Regions from separate parts of the Mus musculus genome. Here all the other regions are linked to region 1. Evidence: chromatin contacts called from public Hi-C and HiChIP or PLAC-seq data. All regions are on one chromosome and are shown on one strand. Each heading gives the region's core, a stretch centred on a gene start, on an enhancer-like site or on the middle of the called end of the contact. The rest is flanking DNA. Distances are from core to core; before and after follow the strand shown.

The links. A called contact is a pair of places that touch in the nucleus more often than the background predicts. HiChIP or PLAC-seq counts read pairs in DNA pulled down with a chosen protein or histone mark.
Region 2: a BATF HiChIP or PLAC-seq map of CD8 T cells shows a contact between it and region 1, with 5 read pairs. The contact joins the enhancer-like site here to the promoter of Pvt1 in region 1. A contact is called at or near these places in 1 of 39 promoter capture datasets (the SN4741 cell line), 1 of 484 Hi-C or Micro-C datasets (CD4 T cells) and 2 of 115 datasets of contacts at active chromatin or transcription factors (CD8 T cells and effector CD8 T cells).
Region 3: a Hi-C map of adipose-derived mesenchymal stem cells shows a contact between it and region 1, with 2.5 times the contacts expected there. The contact joins the enhancer-like site here to the promoter of Pvt1 in region 1. A contact is called at or near these places in 2 of 484 Hi-C or Micro-C datasets (the N1E-115 cell line and adipose-derived mesenchymal stem cells) and 1 of 115 datasets of contacts at active chromatin or transcription factors (the SCID.adh cell line).
Region 4: an H3K4me3 HiChIP or PLAC-seq map of the SCID.adh cell line shows a contact between it and region 1, with 11 read pairs. The contact joins the enhancer-like site here to the promoter of Pvt1 in region 1. A contact is called at or near these places in 1 of 484 Hi-C or Micro-C datasets (Th1 cells) and 5 of 115 datasets of contacts at active chromatin or transcription factors (the 230-238 cell line, CD8 T cells, the SCID.adh cell line and 1 more).
Region 5: a contact with region 1 is called in an H3K4me3 HiChIP or PLAC-seq map of the 230-238 cell line, with 11 read pairs. The contact joins the enhancer-like site here to the promoter of Pvt1 in region 1. A contact is called at or near these places in 3 of 115 datasets of contacts at active chromatin or transcription factors (the 230-238 cell line, effector CD8 T cells and regulatory T cells) and 1 of 9 other capture datasets (macrophages).
Region 6: a FOXA1 HiChIP or PLAC-seq map of pancreatic cancer cells shows a contact between it and region 1. The contact joins the enhancer-like site here to the promoter of Pvt1 in region 1. A contact is called at or near these places in 1 of 39 promoter capture datasets (the SN4741 cell line) and 3 of 115 datasets of contacts at active chromatin or transcription factors (CD8 T cells, effector CD8 T cells and pancreatic cancer cells).

What each region holds. Positions count from the first base shown.
Region 1 is chr15:62,036,294-62,039,777 of GRCm38.p6, reverse strand. It overlaps Pvt1 (Pvt1 oncogene), which reads right to left and starts at 1,792. Exons shown (of 5, transcript NR_132747.1): 1 at 1,577-1,792.
Region 2 is chr15:61,410,089-61,413,699 of GRCm38.p6, reverse strand. No RefSeq gene overlaps it. Among named protein-coding and RNA genes, the nearest start is that of Gm24696, 54 kb to the right of the region's middle. Within about 2 kb of position 1,734, at least 12 of the 459 cell types and tissues checked have an H3K27ac peak or open chromatin away from gene starts, as enhancers often do. A contact at or near this core is called in CD8 T cells, where this site is marked.
Region 3 is chr15:62,567,529-62,571,065 of GRCm38.p6, reverse strand. No RefSeq gene overlaps it. Among named protein-coding and RNA genes, the nearest start is that of Gm41333, 100 kb to the left of the region's middle. Within about 2 kb of position 1,540, at least 71 of the 459 cell types and tissues checked have an H3K27ac peak or open chromatin away from gene starts, as enhancers often do. A contact at or near this core is called in the N1E-115 cell line, the SCID.adh cell line and adipose-derived mesenchymal stem cells, where this site is marked.
Region 4 is chr15:62,807,814-62,811,062 of GRCm38.p6, reverse strand. No RefSeq gene overlaps it. Among named protein-coding and RNA genes, the nearest start is that of Gm22521, 16 kb to the right of the region's middle. Within about 2 kb of position 1,527, at least 30 of the 459 cell types and tissues checked have an H3K27ac peak or open chromatin away from gene starts, as enhancers often do. A contact at or near this core is called in the 230-238 cell line, CD8 T cells, the SCID.adh cell line and 1 more, where this site is marked.
Region 5 is chr15:62,728,982-62,732,228 of GRCm38.p6, reverse strand. No RefSeq gene overlaps it. Among named protein-coding and RNA genes, the nearest start is that of Gm41333, 61 kb to the right of the region's middle. Within about 2 kb of position 1,523, at least 31 of the 459 cell types and tissues checked have an H3K27ac peak or open chromatin away from gene starts, as enhancers often do. A contact at or near this core is called in the 230-238 cell line, effector CD8 T cells and regulatory T cells, where this site is marked.
Region 6 is chr15:61,393,955-61,397,246 of GRCm38.p6, reverse strand. No RefSeq gene overlaps it. Among named protein-coding and RNA genes, the nearest start is that of Gm24696, 38 kb to the right of the region's middle. Within about 2 kb of position 1,511, at least 51 of the 459 cell types and tissues checked have an H3K27ac peak or open chromatin away from gene starts, as enhancers often do. A contact at or near this core is called in CD8 T cells and pancreatic cancer cells, where this site is marked.

The DNA of each region.
Region 1 (3,484 bases), core at 543-3,042:
AAAGAGACACCTTTCCAGTTCTGTAAACTGCTGTCACAGAAGCAAAACAGGATGAGTCAGAGGAGAATCAATCAAAAAAAAAAAATCAATTTCTTCTACTTTTCAAGGGAAGCTGGTTTATGCAAAATCCTGCACTCAATAGGTAAAGCAGCAAGAAACAGCCACCCTTAACCAGGCAAAACAACAAGGCAGTCCCATACAGTCACTCCCTAACAGAGTGGGGTGGGGGTCCCAGCACAATAGCCCACAATGTCTTAAACCAGCCTTAATGTCTCACCAGATCCATCATGAACCTAGTTGAGTTCAAATAACCGTAAGGCACATCCTCACCTCCGAGATGTAACTAGCACACATCCAAGCACTGAGAGCAGGCCACCACGAGGTTTTTCCCAGTCATGGAGTCCATGTGACGTTTCTGATTTCCTGACAGCTTTGCTCCTTCTAAATCTTTTAAGAAGTCCCACTTGGAGCTCCAAGGATAGAAACACAAACGCTTTCCCACTGGCTAGAGCTTTAAGAAGGACTAGCTATGACCATAGGACTGTGCAAGTGAACAAGCCCAAACTTGTCACTGCCCATATGCAAAACAGGCCTGCAACATCCTACCACATGCACTTCAACAGAGACCTGCATCCTTAGCCCTCCCCAACACACAGACACACAGACAGACAAACAGACAGACAGACAGGCAAGCAGGCAGGCACACACACACACACACACACACACACACACACACACACACACATTTGGCTTTCTCTAGGTCAAATGACAACAACCCCTTAAAAACACAAGAGCAGAAAGGAAACAAAAACCTCACTTCTCCCTATACTCTCTTAAGTGATTTCTCTCCTTAAGCTTCTAGAACGTTCTGGAGAGCTCAAAAGGACAGATTATCACCCACTAGTAAACTAGTAAGAAAATCCATGATGTGTCTACACATAGGCACATGTAGCTTCATGGCTGCGCTTCCTGGAAGTCTGCACAGTTCTCCCACACCACTCATAGGTACAGCAGAAAATACTAGCCAAGAAAGGGCCAATCTAGTTAAAGCAACAAGCTATCCAAAAAGAATTAGCAAGGATGAAGGCGTGGGGGCCTTCCACGAACACAGGAACGCAATACAAAAGCACAGAAAGTTTCCTGACACAGGGAGTTTTAGGAGATCACCTTCTTTCTGCCCCGAGGGGGTGTCTCGGAGGAGGGCTGGCCAAGGATGGAGGGAGCATCACTAGACTAGACTCAGACTTCCAGTTTCGTAAATGAGGCCTCCAAACCACATCAGCGGCCCCAAATCTGCGCTGATTGCAGGGGGCGTCTCTCTCTTTTAGACCTGAGGAAATGGGCTCTTGATCAAGTGCATAAATCCAGAATTACCTCTATGTAGAGGCCATCCTGGGAAATCTCCCTCGCACCCACACTTCTCACCCACACCCAAACTCTCTGGCAATCTCGAGTCTAGTGATGAGGAAAAGTGCAAGGTTAACACGCGCTCGTGGGAATGCAAAAGCCACTTTCCTCTATCCAGACTCTGCATCCCTGGGCTCCAGAGTTTCCAGGGGATAAACTTGGAACTTACAAGAGGGTGGATCCAGCCGTGACTCCGAGGTCACCGGGGCTGCCAACATCCTTTCCACGCGGATATCCACTCGGGGGGCTCTGGGAATGCTAAGTTCGTAGCTTCTCTTCATCCTGGCCTTGCCGAGCCCGCTTGACCAGTGGGTCCATGTGCTCGGCGGCCACACGCGCTCTGCCTGGTAGAGCGCGGGGCTGGCGGGTGGCCCGTGACGTCACGGCGGCTCGCTCCCGGCCGCGGGGGAGGGGGAGAAGCGCGCGCCACCGGGCAGGCCGCGTGTGTCCCCGATCTCCTGGTGTCTGGAGGTTTCTGACCTGAGGGATCCAGCTCGCCCCTCTGCCTGCTGCCCTAGGCAATGAAGGGGCATCAAGCCTGAGAGGAGAACCGCATGGAGGTGGCGTGCCACTGAGGCTGCTTAATGCCCAGATGGCCCTAGTAGAGAGCACACTCTGTCAGTCCTGGGCTGGGAGGTTCTAGCTGCACTCAAACCTAGGTCCTACATAGGTCCCACACAGCCTGGGGCTATGCCCAGGCGAGGTCAACTAGCTTTCCCACCTCCCCTCCCCACCCTCCCCTCCCCCACACTATTCCTTTTTAAGGTAGACATCCCATCCCCCTTCACCTTGAAGCTTAGCAGTCTTCCCACTTTTCGGATAGGGAAGGAGACTCCAGTGAATTAAAAGGACCAAACTGCTCAGAAAATAGGTCAGTAGTTCCTACAGAAGACCCCCCCGAATCTGTTCTATTTCAGAACTCTCATCTGAGAGCAGTCCTGGGTACCATCCATCATCTGTGGTTCTGGAGAGAAGGACGTACTAAGCAAACTCTAGCTGAGAGAGGACCACCTGTCTGCAGCATCCTCCATTCTTGGTCCGTACAGGGTATTACACTAACCTCTCAAATGTGCAAAAGCCTCTGCAAAGAACGAAGGCTGGTGTGAAAGGCACGCGTATACCACGATATTCTTTTCGCTGTATTCAATCCAGCACCGAACAGGTGCACGTCTCTAGTACCATTTAGTCAAGCGCGGCAACGTGCTACAACCAGAAAGGGGAATGAAAGATGAGGTAGACTCAGATCCTAGAGGGAAACCGGAGTCCTGTGGAAAGCGGGTTGCATAACTAGGTGATACCAGGATCGCGGAAAGTAACGCGGGTCCACTCTTCTCTCAGCACACTATACCTCACTTTATTTCAATCTCTCAGAGAGTCTTTATCTCCTCCCTCCCTCTACGTTCCCCCTTCAATGTCTTCACTTTCATTACTTCTTAGCCACATGAAGATGTCTCTGTTGAAGAGAAAATTTACCATACTCGTGTGTGCCAGTGCGATATGCACGGATAATCGCGCTGTGTGTGGTTGGTTTCCACCCTGAGAGTGACCGAACAGATCTTCCGATTATCTCCTTCAGATTATCTCCTTCTTGTGCTAGAGAGTGAAGAGGGTTCTGAATTCTATGTCTGTATGTGCTTTCGATGTGTCAGACATTTCCCAAACCACCTGCTGCGACCTTGGGGAGAAGCAACCACAGGCTCTCAGAGGCCCAGTTTTAAAGACAACTTCAGTAACAAATCCCTGAAGATGCCACCTGCTCCTTCCAGTTAGTCCTGTACACTAGACCTCCCAACGGCTGAAGACCTTCACCCAGGTTCATTCAGCTTTAGTCTCGACCCAGTTTGCCCTTCCCTGGGACTAAATTTTGCTGCGCTAATTTTAGGCTAATATTTTCCCCCGATATAATATAAAAATATCATTTGGGAATTTCACATAATACACTCTAATAGCACTCTTATCCCGATCCTCCCATGTCAGTCCTCCCCACCTTTGTGAACATCCCTACCACCACCACCACCACCACCACCACTGGAAAGTCATAGAGCCACTGGAGTATGGCCACACTCCTAGGGACCAG
Region 2 (3,611 bases), core at 485-2,984, 630 kb after region 1:
CTTTCTTTCCCCAGACTGATTTTGATCAGAATGTTTGATCAGATCAACAGAAAGGAAACGACAGAAAAAAATCGTGAGAGGAACATGAAGGTAACACACTCATGGAGCAAAGATGAGAAACTTCAGAAAACTTCAGCATCCTGCACAAACGGAAGTAGAAAATTATTCTCAGGTGATGATACTCTTATTGATAAATAACATTTTCCATTTAAACTTTAATCTAGCATTAACATAGTCATCAGATAATAAATATTTGTATTTTTAATTTCACGATTTTGAAAAAGATACTAAGCATTCTGGAACAAACTAAAAATCAAGATTAAATTCATTAGAACTCATATTATATACATTCCTGTCTTTGTAACTTTCATTTTGTATGTGTAAATTACTCAGTGAAACTCACACATACATAAGCAGAGATGATGCATCCATAGCAGAGATGACTCAAATATTAGATTTGCTTTCTGAGTCCATTATGAGATGATAAGAAATTCTTGAAGGATAGAATTGTTGGAGATAGAAGGAAAAGAACTTGGAATAGAACTTTCTTGGAATAAGACACTACTTCTAGTTCTGAAGTCTTAGATCCTTCCAATATGTCTATGAAAACCCAGAGGACTATGATTGTTTCTCATCTTTAGGATTTTGTGTTTGTATTTCAAATGACCTCTACAGTTTTTATGCTCTATGAAGAATTCTCTTGCCCTTAACATGTACTGGATGGACTGCAGAACTGAGTTCATTATTATGCCATCACATTTGAACATGGAGACCATTATTCCTAGGCCCCATTGTTCATTATGCTAAATGGATCAATCCACAGCAATAGCATCTGGGAGCCTGTTAGAAATTCTAAATGCTGGGGGTATCTCTTGACTAATGCATCAGGATATGATTTTAAAAGATCCCGAGATCATTCTGACATACATAGAAAAGTTTGAGAAGCCTGAGTATAGAGAAATGGTTCATGGAAGACAATAGGCAGATTCATCACTTGGGCTAGAGAGAGATGCAAGTACCTACTTCTCTCCTACCTGGACCTACAACAGGAAGAACTTGCTAACCTAATTTGTTTGACTTTAGAACAGGGACTAAATTGCCAGAATGAAGACAAGAGTGATTCACATGAGTTAAAGTTTCCCAGCAATGTTAACTCATCCTGTCTTTACATGAATCTGAGAATCCATGATTTTTTGAATTCTTCACCATCGTAACCCTTTCCTTGGTCCTGCCCAGCTGAGTATTCAGGCTGAGCATTAGAGGAGATGACCCATTCTTTTCCCTCTAGTCTCCATTATTTTTTAGTAAACATCCATATCTATAGAGAAGTGAGTTTTCTGCATTTGTGTGTAATATCTTCTCTACTCTTTCCATTTACCTTCTGTAGTTTGATGATAAAATTGGGGAATAGGATTGATGAGGCCTTCCAGTCTATTAAAGAGGCCCTGTGACTTCACCTGCTTTACTGACTTAATAGCAGCAACACAGTTCAAGGAAATATAGACACTGTTTTTTTTCCTTTTTAAATTATTGTTCTATGTTCATATGGAGCCACAAAAGTGTAGTGGGAGTCATTGCTGCAATCTGCATTTCTTACTAGAGTCCCACATTGAAAGATATTTTGGTGCCTTTAGGTATTTATAGAACGTTGACTTATTTTCCACACAGACCATGCTCCCTGGAGCATGGCCCCTGTGTCAGAGAACTCTAAAGGAGAACGTTGAGTAGGTAGGCCACCACAATACCACAGACACTTCCCCAGGTGTGTGAACTGAAGAGGCTTCTGCACATAAGAGTTTTTGTTTCAAATCAGAATAATATTTTGCTTTCCATGGGATTAATGAGAAGGTTGTATTAACAAATGTGTAGGCCATGTACTTCTTGAAACACTAAGATAGATGTTTCGGTTGTTAAACTCTTAGTTGAATTTTAAGAATAATATAGAAATAATAATACATTTTGAACAAAAAAGAATCAGAAGTCTTAAGTGATTTCTCAAAAATGCCACAATCTATCAGTGCTGGATCTTGGGCTGGAAACACGGGGCCTCTTTTTCTTTTCATCTGCTTTTCTTGCATACAAAGCAGACGCACCTTTTTTTTTTTTTTTAAATGTTCTCTGACATTTGAACGATATCCCCTCTATCCTCCATTTATTTTCCAGCTTAACATCAATCCATCTCAGGTTCAGTCTCTTGGAACCTAATGCTTCACTCACATCATTATGGATCAGCTTCTTGCAGAGTTGGAGGTGAGGCAGCATCCAGAGTTGAAGCAGTTGTTTACCATTTGTATTTCAGGTGGATCAGCAAAATGGGACATCGAAGTTGAACCAAAGTCATAATAAAACATCCTGAGGTACATAAACACTCTGTAATAGACTAATACAGTTCCTCCAGGCACCAACAGAAACCTTGACTACTTCCCTTGACTACTTCAGTCAAATCTTCTGATAAAACCAAACCCAACTTGGAAACGTCCATGTATACAATGGACATGGCTGTTTCCAGAGAAGACTGCCCTTCAGGAGCTGCATGGAGCTACTTGAGTGCACTAAACACTGTCTAAAGCTGATTATCAAGAGAAGCATGATAAAAATCAGAAGCTCAAACATTCGGGAATGAGGTATACCTGACATGTCCTAAAGGTCTATCTTTTAAACTCAGGAAAGGTCTCTTGAAACTTTCAGATCCTCCTTCACTGAATCAACTCTTAGACTACTCAAAACTGGAGTGTTAACCTCTTTTTTTCCAAGATGACTGCCCTAGGTAGCAAATAACCTTGTCTCATATTTGCAGAGTTTTTTCACTGTACCATTTAAAACCTCTCCCCGGTGGCCAGTGTGTGACCCAATCCTGAATTCATTCATTCTTCTAGTAATTCTGTAATTTAAAATGTTTGAATACCTTACACTATCTTTTATAAATTAGATTCCAGTTTTCAGAAGGAACACAATGTTGAAGAACACTTGTTTATAAATCTATAGATTTCTAAGAGTTGATAATCTTTTACTCACAAGTATCAAATATTTCTTAAGTAAATTTTCTGTCAAATGCAAGGATGTATGGGGGAAAATTAAAGAAAAATAATTGGAAAAAGAATAGTGTGGTGCTAAACCATTTGATAACATGATCAGGGATGTCTGGCATTTGAGCCAAGGCCTAAATGATACAATAAAGAAATATGTGGGCATCTGGAAAAAGAGCATTCTAAGAACGAATCACAATGATGAAGACCTTAAGGTCAGAGTGTCTTTGACTGTTTAAGAAGCCAAAAGGAAGGCAAATTACTGGAATGAAAAGAAAAGGTGAGTTCAGATAGGTTCACACTGCCTAGCTTATAGGGACCAGAATTCAGGAAACAAAAGTTATGAGGGAGAAGCAATGTTGAGTAGTTCTCTATGATGCTTTTCCAAGTAAGAAGATATATTTGGCTAGGCTGCTGGCAGTAATATCTAAATAACTTTAAAAGTCCCACAGTCTGTACATACTAAAAGTTCCATCCCTTTAAATTCCTAATATCTTTTAAAATTCAGAGTCTTTTAAAAATTCAAAGTATCTTAACGGTGGGCTACACTAAAATACTTTCTTCCTTCGAGAGGGAAAAGCATCA
Region 3 (3,537 bases), core at 291-2,790, 530 kb before region 1:
GAACAAGCCAGAGTGGTCAAGGACACCACAGAAGATCTATATACTCAATTAAACTGAGCCAATGGCGGCTCACAGAGACTGAACCACTAACCAGGGAACATGCAGGGACTGAACATAGGCCCCCTATGCGTTTGTAGCAGATGTGTAACTTGGTCTTCATGTGGTCCCCCAACAATTGAAACAGAAGCTATCTCTGACTTTGTTGCCTGCCACTGTATCCCACTCCCCTAAATGGTCTGCCTGACTGGGCTTCAGTGAGAGAGAATATGCTTAGTTCCTCATGGGACTGGATGTCCCAGGGCAGGGAAGTACCCAAAGGTGGCTTCCCCTTCTCTAAGAAGAAGGGGGGGGGGGGGGTAAAGAGGAGAGAAATTTCTAAGAGCAGGACTGGGAGGAAACAGGGGACAGGCTAGGATTGGGATGTACAGTGAACAGATAAATTAATGGGAAAAAAACAGAACTGAAGCACTTCATTGTGGATCCAAAGGAAAGAAGGGTCAGTTGTAGTTAGAGGAGTGGGCCTGATGGGTGTTCCAAGAAGGTTCCTTATATAAGATGAGCATACAGAAGTTTGCCAGAGAAAATATAGCAGAGAGGACATTTCAGGCAGGGATAAACCTTGTGTGACAGGACTGAAAGATTCCAAGCAGCACAGAGTCCTGATGCTAATTACACTCAAAGAGGATGCATCGCAAAGAAAAGACAGGACTAGGGAAGCTCAGGACAGAAAATAATGAGTTGATTTGAACTCTTATTCGTTTATCAACATTGAGCTGTGTGGTTGGGACAGGAGCAAAACTGATTTGGGGGACAGGAAAAGCAATTGAAAAGTGTGTGTGGGGGAGCAGTTTAATAATTCAGTAAATATAGATTAGCTCATTTGCTGCAGATCCTCCACCAAGCTAAAGTGCAAAATAAGCCTGGTCCCACATGCTTAGATCCCCTTCCTCAAGGAGGGATGACTGAGAGTAAACAAGCATAGTAATAAACATAATTTAAATGAAGGGGTTTAGGGAGGAGGTGTTGCTGGCCTTTAAAACCATTCGGTGCAAGAGCTAAGCGTATCTGCAGTAAGTCAGAAGTGAGATACATTGTTTTCTCATAGATAATTGAGTGTCCAAAGAATCTAGTGATTCAGACAGTATCGGTCACAATTTACTGGGGCAGGCAGGAAGGAGAAGGGTAGAGAGCCAACACTTTTGCTTCATGTGAAATCACCCAGTGAAGAAGAGCGTCAGGATGAAAGGCAGAACGAACGGGAGATTCCCAAAAGATGTCTTTGCTCACTCGTCATGCCAGCTACTTGCCCTTTACCTGGAAGACTCGGGTTTCATCAAAGAGTGTTTTAGCCTTTCATCCCCTTCTCTCCCAGGCTAAACTGGTTTGTTGAACTTTATTGGCCTGAGCTGTGCAGCGGGGTGACATTACAGCAGGGATGGAAACTTGCTCTTCCTTGCATCAGAAAAGCACAGCACATCTTGGCAATGAGCTGTCTGTGTGGACGGTGACTCAGCTCCAGCATCTCTCAGTGATGCTTTAAAACAGGGGCAGGGTAGCTTTAACAAGGTCTCAAGCCAGTCACCCTTCAGCAAGCTACTGAGCACAAGGAAGCAGTTGAGCTGACAATGCTGGCTCTCTCCGAAGTGAAAGAGCACAGCCCATCCATGGAGTGAAAAAGCAGGACCTGCAGGTCCGGGCAACACTTGATATGCTGGTCAAGAGCAGTGTGAGCAGCATTTGTGCCTCTCACCTGGACAGTGGCCCTGAGAGCAGGCATGTGACTGGCTGACTCACTCTACCCCAGCACAAACCAACCAGGAGGCAATGCTTGTGAGCTGAGAAGACAGAGGGTTTGTGAACTGCAATGAGTTTTACCATTGCCTCCTGTGGAAACAAATGGGCTTGAGAGCCAACTGATTAACTCAATAGTTCAGTCCAGTTCCTCAGCAGCCACATAGACAGAACCTATCTGCATCTATGTTCAGAAAATCAAGGCAGGGGTAAGAAGATAGTCTTGCTTGTCAGAGGTCCTTTTCTATGAACCTAGTATGTGGCTGATGTCATCTGGTATATTGCTCGTGACTTACACGTGATTGTGACATCTCACCCATAAGGTGTTTGTATGAATCATGAAATAATAGGTGGAGAGCTCAGCACTACAGACCTGTTATTGTTATAATTGTTATTACTGTAAGTTTTATCTCCTATTACATAGGTCAAAGCCTGTAGGTAGGGAACGTTTGGCAGGGCTGTAACCTAGCTCTGTCCAGTCCCCCAGTTCTTGGCCTCAATCAAGTGAAAACACTGCTTTCTTGTCTCTCCCCTTTTCTCCAGAGGTTGGATGAAATCTCTGGAGAAATGAATACAAAAGGAAAAAAAAAACAATAATTTAGTCCAGTGATTCTTAAAATGTTAATGAATTAAAATAATGCATCCATAAGAAAATATTTTATAAATACTCAAGAAATATTTATATAGCCTTCATCTTACTTTTATGGGAACTTATTTTAAAAACAGACGTACCTTTTTTTTCCTGCTCAATTTGGAATATCCCAAATACATGCAGAACTCACTGCCATGCCAGTGCAGGTAACAAGCATCAATAACACACTAAGTTCTGTTGATGTATGCTAGGTTTCAGATACAACCGCCAGCCTCTTGCATGCACTGTCTCTTTAGCACTTAGAATAATTCCTTGTGACAGGAATTATTAATCCAGTTGTACAGAGATACAGGAGCTCAGCCACATCTGGTAATTTGGCCAAAATTACATAACTGAAAAGAAGAATAGAGCTAAGAAGCAAGCTCAGGGCTGAGTGAGACACATACCTCCTCGACCACTCGAGCTGGTTCCTGGATGGTTGCTCTTGAACTCTCTGCATTCAAATATGAAGCAAGCTAGTCTGACTAGATGCGTTTAGTAGGAACAGGAGTCCCACCCGCCAGCGTTAGCAAGTAGATGTTTCCAGCTGCAATCAGAGAAACTCCATTTGATCCTTGAAATGATATTTTGTATAGGTTCCTATTCTACCATTTCTATCCCTTGGTAAAGGAAGAGCGTGTCTCTCAGCAGAGGCTTCTCCATCTCTTCCTCCTGAGGCCACTTGGGCAGTTGTCGCTGACAGCAGGCTAACTCCCTCTGTTCTTCAGTCACATGCCACTTTCCTAAAAGCTGAAAACCTTCTCCTTTACCAGAGCATGTTTAGATATCCTTGTCAAAGAGTAAAATAACAATGCCCTGCCATTTTGCCTTTTCCTTCCAAGGTGTTTGAAGGGATCCAAATCAAACACAGATTGGTTTGAGGTCATGGAAGGAGCAAGCCCAAGGGCAATCTACTGTTAACTCACTGCTCACGTCTTACTCCAAAGCACAACAGAAACAGCTTCCATCCGGAGTAGTACTGGCCTGCAGATAGCTGCAGGGGGAGAGACCTGTCTTCTTTTGCTGTGTCACTGTACTTCTGGGTAAACAAGGATCTCCTCTCTTTCCATCCCGAAAGGCCTATCAGACCTTCCCACGTCATTTTCTGGTCCCTT
Region 4 (3,249 bases), core at 278-2,777, 770 kb before region 1:
GTGTCTCTTCTTGTTCTTACTTGGGAATGGTCCCTAGTCCCTCCTGTTTTTTTTTTTGTTTGTTTGTTTGTTTGTTTGTTTTTTCCTCTCACTGGCTGTGAGTGTGTGTGTGTGAGTGATACATATGTGGGCACATGTGATTGCCCACATATGCAAATGTAGAGGAGAGGTTGGGGGTAGACTGTCAGTGTCATCCTCTAATTTCTCTCCAAATTTTTATTTAATTAGCGTTTCAATGAACCTGGAGCCCAGAGTTGCAGCTGGAAATTCAGCTGTCTTTGCTTTCCAGTGCTGCAGTAACAGATAATCATGGCGGCTCCCAGCTTTAGATATGGGCACTAATGATCGGATCACAGGTCTATATGCTTTCTCAGGCTGCCCTTTACTCACTGAGTCATTTTCCCAGACCAATACTAACACTTTTAGAGATTACTCAGCACTCATTTTTGTATACAGCTTTAGAGGTTGACTCCTAAGCCTCATATATTTTAGCAATTAGATTTCATTTACACATCTTGGCCATAAGCATTCCCAAGTAATGTCAGCACATCTCATTAGGAATCACCTGTTATCAGTTCATTCCAACTTCAGCATTGTTTTCTAACAGATAATTTAATGAACACAATCAGAGAAAAAGGGACTTTGCACTGATGAAGTCTGACACCACACTTTATCCAATTACTCAAAGTTAGCATTACTAAAAGCTGAGGTTTTTTTTTTTTTTTTTAGATATTATTTAAAAGTAGTTCAGTTATTTTAACAACTTATTTGCCACCCATGAAAAATAACACATTATGAGAAAATGCATGAGAAAAGTGACTTTCATGTTTGTAGGAATAAATATTTATTTGACACTCAGAGCGTAATGCAGAAAATAAATTTTGTTGATGTTCAATTAACTCTGACTCCTTACTAATAAATGTCTCGCTATCAACACTTGCATATTCCTAAGGCCTGTGTGCAGATGAAAAAGCAAGACTAGCTGGAGAGACGGCTTAGTGGTTAAGAGCACTGACTGCTCTTCCAGAGGTCCTGAGCTCAATTCCTAGCAACCACGTGGAGGCTCACAACCATCTGTAATGGGTTCTGATGTCCTCTTCTGGTGTGGTCTGACAGTGTACTCACATATATAAAATAAATAAATCTTAAAAAAAAAAAACACAAGTAAGCTGACCAAGATAAATAGATTCTAATTCCATGTTCAATACCAGTTCTCTTCTGTCTTTGCCTATTTATTCAGAAACAATGGCAACATGGTCATACATATTGGAAAATCATTGAATGAAATGATGATGAAAGTCATAGACTAATTCTATTGTTAACACATTATTAAAATAGTAATTCAGAGACAAAATATATACAATTCCCTGGGATTAGAAAATTGAAGTGAAGACTAAGGTCCACGATAAAAAAAAAAATTCATTTTTGCTTTGCATAGTCACAGACTTCTAATGAGTCACATAGGCTGATGACCTGGATGCAAGTATTTTTTTAGAGCCTAGCCCCAGCTTGCAAGCTCTAACACCATTTTTCAGAGAAAGCAGGAAGTTGTATTTCTCTGTAGCTATGAACATAAAAGCAACTGCTATATATAGTACTTTAAGAGAAGCCTCCACAAGCGAGTCAAACTTCCTTTTCTTAATAATTTTGAAGTTCTAGATAACCTTTCTTTTTGGCGGGAATCTCATTAAGCAAGTTTTCATAGTAGATGGGAGGAAATGGAGGTCAGGGTGACATATATAAAGCACTTTCCACAAGGAAGATGTCATGTGGAGCCAGACAAGCAGAGGGAGACTGCAAAGCCATTTACCCATTTTACTTGAGCTGGGTAAATGCGATTCTCTTTCTTTCATATTTGGTCTTCAGTGCAACTCACCTGCATGTGTGAAGCTAGAGAGTAGGAAAAGATGTTTTGTAGTTTGCAATATTGTCTATTAATGGAAGTCGCTAACTGATATTTTAGTTGACACCCAATTAGAGAGAATATGGATGGGTTGAAAAACACCTTTCAAGGAGACTAAGCCATGAACACGGACAAACTATTGGAGTCTGGGGTGGGGTAGGGGAATGATTTGCAACGCCTAATAGAAGTCATTAACAGAGTATGTAATCTTTTACCTCTTTGCCCTTCTGAGAGGACATTTCCCCTCATTTTCCTTCTTGTCTTTCCTCACTTCTCCATGAGGTAGTGGAGATCTTTGGAGTAGAGCTCAGCATCTCCTTTCACACACAGGGCAGACAACAGATAGGGACTTAGACTCTGCAGTCAAGCACACTTAGATTTGAACACATGTCCTCCTTTTGAAAATGTGTGTGATCTGAGGCAAACAAGTGTCCTATTTCTTTATCTGCAAAACTGAAACAGGATAACGGTCTCACAGAAATGCATACAAAATTCTTAGACATAGGAAGCTCTGAGAATGCCTCCAATGCCTGTTATTCTTACTGACTTTATCTACACTGTGGTGGCTATCATTATCGTCTCCAACACCACGGTCTTCTTTAATCATTTTTGAAGAGTAAAACAGGAAGTTCATGGGTTTGAAGATTTTAATATCTTACTAAATTGTCACTTCGTCACTTTTTATATGTTTAGAAGTATATCTTGATCCATTTCCTTAAAGGAATTTGCTTTAAAAAATTTTATCAAGAGACTTATTTGATAGAGATTTTTTTTAATCAAGAGAGGATGTGAATTTGCATGAAGGAAGTACTAACAGGAATGTCTGTGCATCCCTACCTCAACACCTGGGCCAGCTGGGCCAGCTGGACCCAGGTAATGGCCTAAAGCAAACTAGTTAGGGAATCCCCTAACTAGGGATTGCCACCTGTGGCTTTTGGCAATATACTGATTAGTTTCTGCTTGCTATAGGGCAACTATGCAGTGTTAAGCACTGTGCCTTCCTTATTCCTAAGAATATAGATACCATTTTCATAATACTCTCTAAGCCCTAGGTTACTCTATCTAGACCATAGATGCCTCTAGAATAGGCTTTGCTGATCTGTGTGTTTTTAGGTCCAAGTGCATTGCCTTGCCTGGTGTCTAGAAGAAAGAATTACCGGAATGATGATCTGACAACTCTTACCTTATCTTTTCTCAGTCTCATTTTTCTGTTCCTCTTTTATCACAGAAGAGTCAAATACACTGGAATAGAGTCACCAATGTAAATAAACTCTCCTAAAATGTGCATGCAAACACACACACACACACACACACACACACACACACACACACACACATTCAACCAG
Region 5 (3,247 bases), core at 274-2,773, 690 kb before region 1:
TAGGGAGCATTATGGAAGAAGTGACAGAAGATTATGGCTCTCTGCTGAGAGATACAATCATGTAGACATGGCTGGAAAGCTGTACTCATAAAATCTCAATAGGGTTGCCTACATAAGACTTATGTAGTGACCACAGCAGTTCACATGACAACATGGATGTGGTATATTTCATAAGACCCCACTCAAATGATGAAGATGAAGAGCTATAGTCAAGCAATGGCTACTGACAGACAGGGGTGGAGGGAGAACAGATATACATGCAATTGAAGGACAAAGAGACAGGAGAATAAATCAATTTCCATAGTAAATAATTGCCTAATATGTTATCCAAATTGAAGTAGTGAGCCCTAAATGCATGCACATATGAGCAACAGAAATGAAATCAGAATGTTGTATTTACATACAGAGGAAAGAGAGAGAGAGAGAGAGAGAGAGAGAGAGAGAGAGAGAGAGAGAGAGAGAACACAATAATTAGAGAAGAGGTCATAATAGTGTGGCTACTTCTATCCATCTTTGAAGGGGGTAACAAAACACCCATGGAAGGAGTTACAGAGATAAAGTGTGGAGTAGAGACTGAAAAAAAATGACTATCTAGAGACTGACTCACCTGTAGATCCATCCCATTTACAATTGCCAAACCCAGAAACTGTTGTGGATGCTAACAAGTACTTGCCTGATATAGCTGTCTCCTGAGAGGCTTTGTCAGTGCCTCACAAATATAGAGGTGGATGCTCACAGCCATCCATTTGACTGAGCACAGGGTCCCCAATGAAGGAGCTAGAGAAAGGACCTAAGGATCTGAAGGGGTTTGCAGCCCCAAAGGAGGAACAACAATATGAACTAGCCTGTACCCCCCAGAGCTCTCAGGAACTAAACCACCAACCAAGGAGCACACATGGTGGGACTCATGGCTCCAGCTGCATATGCAGTAGAGGATGGCCTACTTGGTCATCAGTGGGAGGAGAGGCCCTTTGTCCTATGAAGGTTATATGCCCCAATGTGGAGGAATGCCAGGGCTAGAAAGCGGGAGTGGGTGGGTTGGTGAGCAAGAAGAGGGAGGAGTGTGTTTTTTGGAGGGGAAACCGGGAAAAGGATAACATTTGAAATGTAAATAAAGAAAATATCCAATAAAATAAAGAGAAGAGGTCATGAATTCGAGAGAGAGTAGGGAAGGATTTGGAGGAGGAGAGAGTTGAAAATTATGTAAATGCAATACTCATGTATATATAAATATTTTAATATGACTAATGTGAGCAAAGAAGTGGAAGAAGGACTCATACCTCCACTTTATATTTTCCTGTTTTCTCTTTGTAGATGTCGCTGCTGCTTCACTTGTTTTTACTATGGAGAAATACCTAGAAATCTTGATCTGCAGCTGAAGCTGCTTCATACTGAGGGGCTCTGAGCCTGTCTTCTGTAAACATCTGCATTTGGAGACCAGTTCTCACGATGACAGATGCTGGAACATAACCTCACACACTGTCAATCCTCTACAGCTATTGGTTGACACTGTCAGGCTCTTCCCTCCCATCAATCACCTTAACACAATATGGGACCACATCCTCTTCTATTCTAGGAAATGTGGCCACTCTCTTTGCACGCTGAAGTTTACTTTATCTTTATGCTTCAACTTTGAGGAAATGCAGGTGCACACATACACATAGGACTATACAAATACATTCCAAAGTACATATATTTGTATAGCTCAGTGGTTTTCAACCTGTAGATTGTGAACCCTTTAGGTCACAACCTAAAGAACCGTAGTGAACAACCCTTTCACTGGGGTCACCTAAGACCACCAGAAAACACAGATATTTACAGTGTGATTCATAACAGTTACAAAATTACAGTTACTAATAGTAGCAAAAATACTTTGATGATTGGGGTTTACCACAACATGTAGAAATATATTGGAGGATCACAGCATTATGAAGGGTAAGAACCACTGCTATAGATAATATATGTGAACTGGCATATGACCTCACATCTCCGTCATCTACCAACCACTGATATATTAGTACAGAACGTTAGACTAGGTCTAGTTATACTGTAATACCAGGTATTTTACTTAGGAAAAGAAAGTTATCTTCTCCAAGAAACTAGTTCCTCATTTGGAAGATGGAAAATCCTTCACTGTGTGATTATGACATCGTTTACTTGAAAAGAATTTCATAATTTGTAATAAGCAATGAGGTTTTCTTTCCTAGTTGTTCCTAGACACAGCAAGAATAAAAGATGAATCTATTATGTGAGGGCAAGAAGATCTCAGAATCCTACAATGTGGACCCAACACTTCCCTGGTGAATTCTAAGTAGCATTTCATTACAACCTTAATCTAGAAGACTTTATCTCTTGTGCTTAGTAAAACCAAAGCCTGGGTGCTTTCCTCTATCCTTCTTTCCAGTTCTTCCATATCAACTTCTTTGGCCAACCATGTCTACTGCATAATTTATTAATATAGGGTCAACTTCAGGTCTTGACCTCAATGAGCTTCTTGGCTCTTTATTCCTGGACATCATTACCCACTTACTTACTTACTTGCAGTGTTAAGTTCATGCCAAGATATCCAAAATTTCCATCTCTAGTCTGAAGTTCAACTTCCTAGGTTAAAGAACGTTATTATGACTTATGGGCTTTCACATTAAGTATGTCCATGTTGAAAGCCATCAACTACTTTTAAATAATCAAAACCTTGTTCCTTTTCCACAGTTTCCTCTGACTTCCCCATTAATTGAAAAAGTAAAAATAAAAAATAAAACCAGTTGATCACATTCACTTATACCTTCTCTAGTACCTGAACTGGGAGCCTGGCATGAATTTTCCAAGTCTACTGCTACTCTTCTAGTGAAGGCCATCAGTACTTCTAAGTGGGGCATTGCCATTGAGGTTTTCGAGTTGACTTCCCGTGCTCATCTTTTGTTTTACTCCAAATTTATGTTCTTGCTGGAAACATTTTAAGAGTTTGCCATTGCATTTTGTAGACAGGCAGTTGGCAGTCTGATGTATCAGTCTGGATGAACGGATGCACTTCATTTAATAGTAATATACATGACTTGGACCTTTTTTTTTTGGATCATCAGACATACACTTGCTTTCATTCCATGGCTCGGTCACTTCACATCACCCTGATCCGCCCCTAGACCCATCTTCACTTACTCATAAGTGGTTCTACTCATAGATCCATGTTATTTTACTTCATTGAGAAGATACCTTGCCCTGATTCATGCACCTATAATAATAAATCCTT
Region 6 (3,292 bases), core at 262-2,761, 640 kb after region 1:
AGTCATCATTTGACATTGGGCTTTCAGAATCTCAAAAGAAAACTTGAACATCATTACAGTAGACTCAGAAATGCTCTAGGCAATGAACTCTGGCACTTATACTATCGTCTGCCATTGACTACAGCGTAAAGCCTCAACTGCTTTACTCTTAGTATACTCAGAGTGTTACAGAGATAAAGTTACCTGCTCAGCCAACTTCACTACATTGCTATGAAACTACTGAGAAATCAGAGACAGCACAATGTCACTAAGTTACTGTTAGGGTATGGATATCTTAGCCTCTTAATAAAACACTAAACCTCTTTCCTTTTTAAATAAAACGTTCTCATGTATTTCAGACTGGCCTCTACTTCTAATCTATCTCCACTTCCTGAGTGCTGAGATTATTGGTGCATGCCAGAATGTCTGTTTTTATGTGGTGTTAGGTATGGAACGCAGGGCATCATACATGTTATGCAAACACTCTACAGACCACATTACATATCTAGCAAGATTAAGTTTTCTAAGGATGTCGTGGGACATTTTTCTTTATTCATGCAGAGGTATATGAACTATCTTTACAGTAACATATTGGTCATCAGGAAGTTTCCGATAGGGTGGCAGAAAAAGGAAATTGGTGGGTTAAAGAATAAACCACCAACAAAAGAGTACACATGGGGGAACTCATGGCTCCAGATGCATATGTAGCAGAGGATGGCCTAGTCGGTTATCAATAGGAGGAGAAGCCCTTGGTCCCATGAAGGCTCTATGCCCCAGTGTAGGGAAATGCCAGGGCCAGGAAGCAGGAGTGGGTGGGTTGGTGAACAGGGGGAGGGGATAGGGTTTTTTTTGGAGGGGAAACTAGGGAAGGGAATAACATTTGAAATGTAAATAAAGAAAATACCTAATTAAAAAACAGCAAAAAAAAAAAAGAATTGTTAAGAAAAACAAATAAGAATGTTGTTAAAATTGAATATTCTTTTTCTTTTATGTGTGGGTACCCATACATGAGACTTTACAGGGTGCACATCCATGACAGATCCCAAGTCCAGACTGTCATGGCAAAAAGTTAATGATGAACTGAAGGAAAACTCTGGGATTAGAGGAAGAAGATGTGGCCCTAAATTTTGCACAGATCTTTAGAAACTGTATCCAAATTGAGTGACTTTATTTTCTGGCCTTCATTAGATTGTCATGATGAAAACAGGTTTTGGAAGTAATGTCTCTAGTAGAGGCTGTCCCTCTCATGACCTTTCTTACACAAAAGTTTTCACGATAGCTTTTAACCAGTGTTGCCTTTCCCCTCCTTCTCTGTCTATTCTTCTGTTGCTTTAGTGATTCTAGTAAGCTGAGTTTTCTTCCCCTCACCCCAAATCATCCTGACTACTTGAGGACATTTCTTCTCCTTATGCTGAAAATCCCCAAGAAGTAAATGGAGGGTCTTACCAGCAAGATTTACATAGTGTTACTTGGTTTCTGCCTTGGGAGCTAATGTGACAGGAAGTGTTTGAATGAGCTGTGCTGTCCTTACAGAGGCTCAGACTGGATCCAAGAAGAAAAAAAAAATGTGGTCAAACTAAACAAACAAACGGCTCACTGGAGAATGGGAAAGAAAAAAAAAAAGAAAGAACTGGCCGCTTGTTCTTTTTCTAGCTAATGAATTGAATTGATGCAGGAACTTCATCGTGTTCTCAGGGAAATCCTGTTGGCTGGGTCTCACTCCTCAGAACTACTAAATTTAGGTCACAGCTCAGTGGAGAACAATTACAGATCCTTAATAAAAGATAATTTACCCAGTGACAGCCAGCAAGACAGCTGGGCAGGCGTTCTTATTTTCTTGCTAATGTTGTGGGGGCTGGGGACCCTGTGTCGGGCTACGTGTTGACAGAAGGTTATGTTCTGACCTTGCACATCCGTTGGCTCATCTGCAGTGTGGTGTATGCCACCCCAAGTGATCCGAATGACTGAAAGCTACCCTGTATGGTTTTCTCTTCTCTTAGCCCCCTCCCCCCTTTAGTTTTTAATTTAGTTTTATAGTTTATAATCAGAGTCTCATGTAGACCAGGTTGGCCTTAAATCTTCTCTGTATCCCTGAAAATCTGATCTTGCCTTTACTCCCCAAGTTCTGAGATTTTAGGTGGGTACCTCCACGGCCAGTGTATGCACTGCTAGAAATCAAGCCAGAGAGCTTCGTGCAACATTGAGTTTTCTGCATCATGCTACAGTGAAAAGAAGCTGAGAAAGGACAGTTATATAGTGCAGGAAGAAGGAAGTAAGAAGGCATATTGTGCCTGCTTTTGAGTTCCTGGCACTTACCCGCCTAGCTTTCCTTCCATGTACTGCCTCTGCTCTTAAACCATGCTGGGTCTCCCGAAGGCGTTCACATCCTTCACTGTCTATGTCCTTGTTAACTCTTCTCCCTAATCTCTCCCCCCTTTGAATAGTCCATTGCTGATTTAAAACTTAGGCTATTTGTAATCTTTTTTTTTTTTTTTTTGAAACTTTCCTGTCACTCTTCAAGACATGATGTGACATCTTCATGTGCCTTGCCTTGATGTTCTTCATTAGAATGCTACCGGTCAAGTACAGACTATGCCATCATATTTTTGGTGTCTAGGATCATAAAACATCATGTTCTTGGTGTCTCGGTATAACACACTGCATTGAAGTCTCAGTCCTAATGACGTCTTGTTCCTGAACACAATAGGCATTCCCACGTGATACTCTCCCAATGTTAGCTGAATGCTTCTCTTTTCTGAGAGTTCTCTAGGAATTGTGTGCAATGGATTTTGACCATTATCATGTTCATACTGTGATCTCATTCCAGATGTATTCCCCAGTCCCTACCCACCCAACACTGTATTTGTCTTTTGAAAAACTGAAGTCTGTATATTGTGCTGCACATATATTCCTGGGCATGTGGCCTTACTCTGGAGCTATACCCTTAAAACCTTGACTCTTCCTCTCCCAGGATCTTTCAGTCACCAAGAGCTCTTTTTTTCTTTTTTCTTTTTTGGTTTTTGGTTTTTTTCAAGACAGGGTTTCTCTGTGTAGCCCTGGCTGTCCTGGAACTCACTCTGTAGACCAGGCTGGCCTAAAACTCAGAAATCTGCCTGCCTCTGCCTCCCAAGTGCTGGGATTAAAGACATGTGCCACCAGCCACCACCAACTGGCTATAGCTCTTTAGATAGGGAAAGACTCCATGCTTTCCTACACTCTCCATACTGTGATTTTGTTTGAAACGGGCTCCTGCAGACCTTGCATGTACTGTCATAGTTACTGTGTGTTTATATGGTCATCTACTCTGTTGTAT